2 separate regions of the Danio rerio genome follow, and region 2 is linked to region 1. The links are chromatin contacts, called in public Hi-C maps. All regions are on one chromosome and are shown on one strand. Each heading gives the region's core, a stretch centred on a gene start, on an enhancer-like site or on the middle of the called end of the contact. The rest is flanking DNA. Distances are from core to core; before and after follow the strand shown. Region 1 overlaps atp2a3 (ATPase sarcoplasmic/endoplasmic reticulum Ca2+ transporting 3). Region 2 overlaps p2rx1 (purinergic receptor P2X, ligand-gated ion channel, 1).

Evidence for each region. Hi-C and Micro-C count contacts between places; a contact is called where the count stands out from the background.
Region 2: a contact with region 1 is called in a Hi-C map of hematopoietic stem cells, with 5 times the contacts expected there. The contact joins two enhancer-like sites. A contact is called at or near these places in 5 of 18 Hi-C or Micro-C datasets (caudal fin, embryo, hematopoietic stem cells and 1 more) and 1 of 4 datasets of contacts at active chromatin or transcription factors (caudal fin).

The regions. Positions count from the first base shown.
Region 1 is chr5:31,883,505-31,888,056 of GRCz12tu, reverse strand. atp2a3 (ATPase sarcoplasmic/endoplasmic reticulum Ca2+ transporting 3) reads right to left here. Exons shown (of 21, transcript XM_692016.11): 21 at 2,679-4,552. The region is part of intron 2 of LOC141385833 (a long non-coding RNA gene); the gene reads left to right. Among named protein-coding and RNA genes, the nearest start is that of camkk1a, 81 kb to the left of the region's middle. Within about 2 kb of position 2,571, at least 12 of the 62 cell types and tissues checked have an H3K27ac peak or open chromatin away from gene starts, as enhancers often do.
Region 2 is chr5:32,061,539-32,066,090 of GRCz12tu, reverse strand. p2rx1 (purinergic receptor P2X, ligand-gated ion channel, 1) reads left to right here. Exons shown (of 12, transcript NM_198982.1): 5 at 360-447; 6 at 1,181-1,261; 7 at 1,751-1,892; 8 at 2,773-2,918; 9 at 3,240-3,330; 10 at 3,426-3,491; 11 at 3,790-3,885. Among named protein-coding and RNA genes, the nearest start is that of p2rx1, 23 kb to the left of the region's middle. Within about 2 kb of position 1,915, at least 3 of the 62 cell types and tissues checked have an H3K27ac peak or open chromatin away from gene starts, as enhancers often do.

The sequences.
Region 1 (4,552 bases), core at 1,322-3,821:
TTCCCAATATGCAGCCAGACGGGCAACCGCTGTGTAAAACATATGCTGGATAAGTTGGCGGTTCATTCCGCTGTGGTGAGCCCTGATGAATAAAGGGACTAAGCCGAAGGAAAATGAATTAATGAAAAGAAAAGAAGGTATTTGGAAGAATGATGTAATGAACAGCCATTGATTTCCGTAGTAAGAAAAAATATGACTATAAGTTTCCAAAATACTTCAAAATAAAATAAAAAAAGTTGTGCTCAGTAGAAGAACAAATCTCAAACAGGTTATGGTGAGTAAATTCATTTTATTCTTTGGAGAATCATCTGTTTGTCTATTTTTTCCCTTCTTCATGTTTACACAATCTAATGTAAAGTCCAGTATTAGTCCAGGGCAGTGGTCACCAAACTTGCTCCTGGAGGGCCGGTGTCCTGCAGATTTTAGCTCCAACCCTAATCAAACACACCTGGACAAGCTAATCAAGGTCCTATTAGGTATACTTGAAACAACCAGGCAGGTGTGTTGAGGCAAGTTGGAGCTAAACCCTGCAGGGACACCGGCCCTCCAGGACCGAGATTGGTGACCCCTGGTCCAGGGTGTTTTTCATTTGTGAGTTGCATGTGATGGCAGTGATTGGGTCTGGTGGGAATATGAAGTCAGGTATAAATTCTCTGTAGTCTCAGGGTGTGAAGACTAGCTTCAATGAATGCTCATTAAGTGCAACTAATTGCCACTCATCGGCCCTGAGGATGAGCTGCCTCAGTGACCTAAAGGACCTATTTAAATAAACTCAAGAAACACCAATGTGATAAAACAAATTAAGGCTTCGTTACTAAAATTTATGTTTTTTTTAATCATTTGATGAATGCCAAATAATGGAATATAGGCTAAATAATACTTAAAACGCTTAAAAAAAAAAAAAAAGTCTGCCTATATTTTAAATGATGACCCTTTTTTGAATTCATTCATTTTCTTTTCAGCTTAGTCTCTTTATTAATCCGGCGTCGCCACAGCAGAATGAACCGCTAACTTATCCAGCACGTTTTTACGCAGCGGATGCCCTTCTAGCCTCAACCCATCTCTGGGAAAATGACCCTTATTTTTCTTTTAAAAAACATTTAGTGCTTATATTTATTTATTTGTTAACAAAGCATGTATTTTAACTGACAAGAAGAAACGTGTTTGAACCTCTTTTTCCTTATTATTTTTTTATTGAATACAATAAAATAATCACTGCGTTGAAGAGAAAAATAACAAAAGTTATGAACGAGAAAGAGGGAAAAAATTTGTCTGTCATTAAGAAAAAAGATAAAAAGCTTTAAGAAACATTATTCTTCTTATTATTACTATTAATAATAAGCTTAAGAGATTCAATATTGAAAGAAATTCCAGCAAGGAAAGTATTAAAACTAGGTATTGCCCCTAATTCTTATTTATGTATTGCTTTATTTTTATGATGATGTCATCTTATTGACAGCATATTGGATGTTGTCTGTCATGCATATAGTTCATTATAAACCGCTCCATCAAAGTATTAGAGTTGAAAAAGGTTTCAAAAATCAGATTAGGCAATATATAAACATAATTTTGATTCTTATAGTTTAAAGTAAATATAGGTATGTGGTAAATATATAAATATATTTAGAAATATATTTTGCTAATTTTTACATACATTTATATCTGTAAAATCCATACATGAACTTGTGTGTTAAACATGAGATTTGCATATATTGCCAAACAGCATTCGAAGTCCGAATCATTAGTCCCCATTTGAATTTAAAAAAAATTTATCTTAAATGATTTTAAAAGAGAAGGAACATTTTATAGTATGTCTGATAATATTTATTTCTTCTGGAGAAAGTCTTATTTTTTTATTTTGGCTAGAATAAAAGCAGTTATTACCTTATTTCTAAAATCATTTTAAGGTCAAAATTATTAGCCCTTTTAAGCTGTATTTTTTTCGATAGTCAGGCCATTGTTATGCAATAACTTGCCTAATTACCCTAACCTGCCTAGTTACCCTAATTAACCTAGTTAAGCCTTTAAATGACACTTTAAGCTGTATAGAGGTGTCTTGAAAAAATATAAACAGGGGCTAATAATTCTGACTTCAACTGTATCAGATTTCTATAAGAGTTTCTGCAGTGCTTCCACAGAAAAAAATAATAATTTAGCTTAAAAAAAGAACATTTTAGCCAACAGTAATTAAAATAACCATAAACTTTTTTCCTCTAAAAGAACCTTTGTAAAATTAAAGTGTTCCATGAAAACAGTATTGTTAATAATCATGTGTTCGCAAACACACAAGGAATTTTTAATAGTCTAGTGTATTTTTTGTCTTCTTATTACCAACATTTGAAATCAAATTGGCTAAACATTAGCCAACTAAAGTGTTGACATGCACCTGCTCAATTATGAGAAATCAATTCTCCAAATAAAAAAAAAAAGAAAAAGAAGCCTATAAACAGGCTCAGCATAGTCCACCCTCAATAATTATTTAAAGAATTTTATAATATCATTAAGTATCTGTCGTGTAAATGTGAATATTGTATTAGACGAGTTGTTGGGGCCAATATATAGTACATGATGTCAGTGTCCTCTGGTGGTAGCTAGTGTTCATTGCATCCACAGCTCTAGACTACGAATGAAAGATGATGTTTAAACGCAAAAAGAAAGCAGCAACAACAGCATGGAAATAAATTAGAAGATAAATAATCTTTATTTGACATGTCTTTTTCATATATATAAAATTATGTATCCACAATTAATATTACCAAGGCGTTTACAGAGAATTCTTTCTCAGTAGTGGGTGCAAAGCTCCAGCCGGTTTGTGCGCAGGCAGAAAGACAGCTGTCCAGTCCGAGTGAATCATCTCAGGACCACGAATGGGGAGAAATCGACGACACTACAATCTCTTGTTTGCGCTCCTGATTGTCAACCTTTCCGAAGTGTCCACAACGAACAATCAAGCACGTTTCAGAGTGAAAACATTCAGTATCGTTTGATGAAAACGTTTCGCGGGAGAAGCACCAACAAAAGGCATTCAGTAACGTTAAGGAATATTACTCGAATCGGTTTTAAATATGGATTGAAATAGATACAAAGTGGACGTCCAACTTTCCGCGTAACATTTCAAATCTCTGGAGGCACAAATCCCACACCAAGCCCTTCAGGAGAACAACTTCCGAAGTCAGTAGGCTATATTGACTAGTGGACGCCACTCTGTGTAAACCACACAAATCAAACAGACAAACAAAAACAGAGAAACTGAAACTCCTCAGACATTCAAACCCAATTATAGTTGCAAAAAAATGATCATTAGCACAAATCTTATCTTTATTTTACAAGTCCTAAACTAAATTTAAAAGACACATAAACCCCTGCAACCTTTAAAACAAACTGTAACAATGAATAAACAACCGCCACTATTCTACAAAATAGTCTCAGTTAGGTGAACGCTGAAAGAAAATTCAAAAGAAGTTTTGCAACTGCTCTCTCCCGGGTGATGATGATTTTTCATTATTTAAAAAAGAATTAAATATACTGTATAGGTTATTAATTACAGTAACAAGGTTCCATGCAATCAGGTATTTCTTTTTTTTCCTGTACTGTACAAGAGTTCAAGAGATCAGTAGTTATTAGCAAGGCTGTACAAGCCCACACTTTCTATTGGTGCAGATGCTAGTGTGATGAATATGAGCGGCCATGTTGCCTCGTGTCAAAACGCTGACCCTAAAGTTAGCTACTAACTATAAGTGTAGCACATGAGACACAGAGCTTGCCTGTTTAAAATAGCATTTACACCACTCACATTTGTTACTGGCAAAACAGATGATTCGAAGCTGTGACAGAAGGACACCATTGTCACAGCTAGCAAGCGGACAGAGACTTTTCACACTGCGCTTTTAGCATATTGACACCAGGCACAGGCGTAGCTGCTTTGCCAATTCGTCTGAAAACAGCACACCAGCATTACCCAACAGATCGATGAGGGCATATCAAACCCTTAACAGCAAAACTGACAAAGCTAAACCACCTGGGTTCTTTCAGTCGAATACATTATTACTGTGTTAAAAAAAAAAAAAAAAAAGTAGCCAAGTTCATCAAGATTGCAAGAAAAGCACTAGCGGTAGAGAATCCTCCCTTTGTGGACACGACGTGTTCATGATGATGATGATGGAGGATGAAAAACGTGCAAAAGAAAAAGCAATTCGGCAGCATTAAAGGAGCACGAAAAGCCTTGCTAGCAAGCAGCAAGCCAAAGTACATTCAAGTGAGACCCCTTTACTCCCTAAAGAGGGTGCGCGAGTTTGTGTCTGTGTGTAGGAGAGGGAAAATCAAAGCAGTCTCTGCAGGTAATGCTGCAAACCTGGACTGCCCTCAGTGAACAAAACCCTTTCTTTCCTCCTCTTCCCTCTCATCACTTTCGAAACCTGCAGTGGATAGTAATACTTACATCATGTGGCAGGTTGCACCATGTTTGGATTGAATTATTACTAGTGTTCAAGTGGAGTTCACTCTTTTACAGAATAGAGGAGGAAAAGTCTGAGGCACATTAGTTCACTTATTC
Region 2 (4,552 bases), core at 666-3,165, 180 kb before region 1:
ACTGTATACTTCATTCTCATTAATTCAGAGAAAAGTTTATTTAGCAACATTAAAGTCATGGCAGCCCATCAGAGAACGAGCACAGTCAAGTACTAACAGAAATAGATGTGTATCAGCCACACAAATTTACTCAATTGTTGTACTAGTGCTCATCATATCTTGTTCAAAAAGTCTTATAATCTTCTACCTAATATTGTGGCAACTTGTTTTATACTTTAAAAATGAGAAAATAAAAAATTTTGGCCTACAAAATCTGCCATCTCTCTCTAGGGCTTGTGTAGGTTTGCAGTTTTTGTTTCGATTCATTCCAAACTTTTTCTTCTCCATTTTTTTTTCTTATGCCTTACTGTCTCTCTCAGGGCACATGACGGGCAGGTGTATGAACAAAACCCAGACTTGTGAGATCTACTCATGGTGTCCTGTTGAAGACGACCGTAAAATACCAGAGTATGAATGCTTACTTAATTGCTTTTGATATTTGATCAGTCACATTAGGATGTCAAACAACAATCTGTAATCTACAACTTTTATATATTTTGAGTTTTTCAAAATAGCGGTATCTGGCCCTGTAGCCATTGATAGTCATGGTACACTAAAAAAATTATCATATTTAATGATTTAAATATGATTTTTTTTGGATTTAGGATTTTTTTTAAAGTTAAGTGGTTGTAAACTATTTATTTGGGCTGAATTAAAACAAATAAATTAGGATGAAAAGAACTAAATTTTATTTGTTTAAATTCAACATAAATTGCTTGCAAAAATTTTGCAAACATAATTTTTTCAGTGTAAAAAGTATTATGGAATACTATAGACTTCAATGGGCAGTGGTTTTCAGCATTATTTGAGTAATAATAAGTGAATAAATTATGATAAAATGTTAATTTTGGGGTGAACTCTGCCTTTAAACATTTTCATTCATTTTTAGTTGCTTGTTGACCATTATTTGAGTCAAATGTTTGCTATATGGTTTGTTGAAGCAAACATTTACATCTATATATCCTGAACTTGTCAGTGTAAATCAAATTACTCTTGACAGTTACCACCCTGCAAACGTAAATGCATGTTTGTTTTCACCTGGGGCAAGTGACACATTGTATTGACAGTAAAACTGTTTCAAATCAGCCCACGGTCTTGCTCTGACACATTTAACTTCTTTTGTCTGTCTTGTTTTTTTTAGCCCTCCAATCCTACTGACAGCAGAAAACTACACACTATTCATCAAAAACTCCATTACCTTTCCCCAGTTTGATGTAGTCAGGTAAAAACACCTCCTTTCTGTTGAAAGGAGATATTTTACTAAAAAACTAAATAAATACAGCGGTATTGTATTTTTTACTTCAAAGATTCACAGATCTATTTTTCCTCCTATAATAATAATGATTTTTCATTTGTTGCTTTAACTCAAACTTGGTTAAAATATGGACCAACCAACCCAACAGTTGATTTGCAAATGTTTAAAACTAAAATTTAACATAAGCCTTGACTTATCTTGGTCCATATTTTAACAAATAATACTAGCATAATACTATAGATTTGACATAAATAAAAACAGCTATTATCTAATCCCATTTTGACTCATTTTGAACACACCATACAATGTCTTACAGTTATCATTTTATTACAATAACCGACATACAATGACTTCTAAAAATATCAAGGGAATTGTCCCTTGTCATAACCCCTTTTAAATGTAACAATACAGTTCAGCAGACAATATTTAGTTCTATCTTCTTCTCTCTCTCCCTAGGAGTAACTTGGTGGAGGGTATTGATCAGAATTACATCAATAACTGTGTGTATCACCCCAAAACTGCTCCGCTGTGTCCTATCTTCAGACTGGGTGACATTGTTGAGCGATCCGGGTTCAGTTTCTCAGAAATAGCTCGTGTGGTAGGAATTTGTTATTGGCTTTGTAAATATTTTGAAACGTCCACAGATACTCACACTTCTAGTAATACTTGTTCTTCAAACACACATTCATTTATATTATATCAAGAGAAATCTGGAACATAACCAGATGTTTCTCTGTCTAGTGCAAGTGATCACTAGGATATTTAATTACACTCTCAGAAATAAAGGTACAGGAGCTGTCACTGGGGCCAGACCTTTTTAAAAGATACACTGTAAAAAAAATATTAGTTTAGTAATAATAATAATGGATAATTAATTACAGAAATTTACCAGAAATTTAAATGTAACTATATTTCTGTGATTTAACATCTGTTATTTTACGGAATATTTCTGTAATTTAATGGCTGTTTATTTTACGTTTTTTTCCGGCACCCCATTTTTTTTACAGTGTATATATTTGTACCCAAATAGTCCAAAGTGGTACCTATAAGGTGCATATTAGTACCCAAATGTACCTTAAAAAGTACCTTTGAGGTACCATTATGGACTATTCAGGTCAAATATGTACCTTTTGAAAGGTACTGCCCCAGTGACAGCTCATGTACCTTTATTTCTGAGAGTGTGGGATATCTCATAAAACTTTCCCAAAGGGCATTTGTAGGTAAAAAAAAAGTAAAAAAGCATATATATATATATATATATACATGTGTGTATTGTGTGTGTGTGTGTGTGTGTGTGTGTGTGTGTGTGTCTCATAAAATGAGACCTTTTTGCAATGTAGATCCTATTTTAAACATCTCACAATTACATTTATACTTTTTCCAAATAAATAATATATCTAGAGGATAAATAATACAGAGAGGATACTAGATGAACATGGGATGATAATTGTCATGGTTTTCGCTGTGTAATGTTTTAGGGAGGTGCTATAGGAGTCCTCATTGACTGGGACTGCAATCTGGACCTGAGTATCAGATTCTGCAAACCAAAATATGAGTTCTATGGTCTTTATGGAACTGGGAAAAACGACCAAGTAGATAAAGCATCTCTGGGATACAATTTTAGGTGAGTGACAAAAATGATCCCGTTGTCAGTATGAGAAACTTGAGGCTGACAGTGACTGAGAAAAACAGTGTTGTGTAATGACATATTTTAGAAGCTATATTTGATATTCAGGTTGTCTTAAAAATAAAATTATACAGCTACTGTAAGCTGAGAAAAGGTCAAACCTGCTTTATTGTATTACTGTAATGTCTAGCCAGTACACTTTAATAATACCTATAAAAGAATACACTGAAAATGGTATTGAAGCTTTTTAATTAATATTCTATTAATGTGTGGATTCAGCCCTAGAACTACAGTGTTATGTGCTTCTGGCTGTTTCAGATTTGCTAAATATTATGTGGAGAATAGTGTGCAGAAGAGAACACTGATGAAGGTGTTTGGTGTGCGGATAGACATTATTGTTCATGGGCTGGTAAATATGTTTTTGTTTAATGATCCATAAAAAACATTAAGGAACATGCTGAGTTTAATTTGTTGACAAGTGTTTGTACATTTTTATTTTTGCAGGCAGGAAAATTTGATATAATACCAACGCTGACAGCGATAGGTTCAGGAGTAGGAATATTTGGAGTGGTGAGTCTCACAGAGAATATACATTCAGTACACTATATTATACAAAGTGATATATCTGGTTGTTAATCCATGAAAACTATTAATCGCAGTTCTTTTTTATTCTACAGTTATTAAGTTTTCTATTTATACAAAGATTATTTATTAAATGACAATTAAAACACAAAATAAATAGACATTTAATTATGTATTTTTATTTGGCTGTGCAAAAATTGTAAAAACTGCCCACAGATTCTGTCTGGGTCAAGCCATGACTGACTGAAATCAACTCTATCTTAATATTTCAATTTGTGTCTTTAAGGCCACTGTTGTGTGTGATTTGCTACTCCTATATATACTTCCAAAGAAGAATTTCTACAAAACCATGAAATTTAAAGATGCAGAAATCTGTGAAGAGGTGAGTGTCAACATTAAATAAAGAAATAAAGATTTCCTAATAATATGCAAAAACACAAAACCCCATTTTGGAGTTAAAAATACGCTGTCATATTGAGCCATAACGATATTCTGTGTCATTCAGTTTATGCCATTACTTACAGTATTATCCAAAAAGAAGTATTTTGAAACCAGCTTAATGCGCTTGTTATTACTGTTAGTAGTAGATCGCAAGCTGTTAAGTAAATTGTGTTGTTACTCACTGATGCTATTTCAATAGCTACACGCCAGATGGCGGCAGAGTCTTACAGATAAATGACATGAAAGGAATCTAATTCTTGAGTTGCTGCAGACGCACTGCTGTTTTACAAACATTTACATTAAGCTGCATTCCCTTACTGTCACCATGAAAACAACCAAGGAATACTTAAACTGTAATTAAAATGTCCTCAAACTGTTTAAAAGGCACACCACACGTGATCTGAAAAAGTATGTGTGTGTAAGGAAAAGTTTATCCACGTCTGCCTCAGTGTCTTTCCACAAAATCTCTGTTCTTAATATCAAAGAAATGAAGACTCAAGAAATTGTATAATGCAGTGCCAGGCTAATTAATGTCTTATTTTATGAGCTTTTTTCTAACTCTTTCACATTTTTGTCTGATACTTTTAATTAGAAGCGTTAGGAGAGTA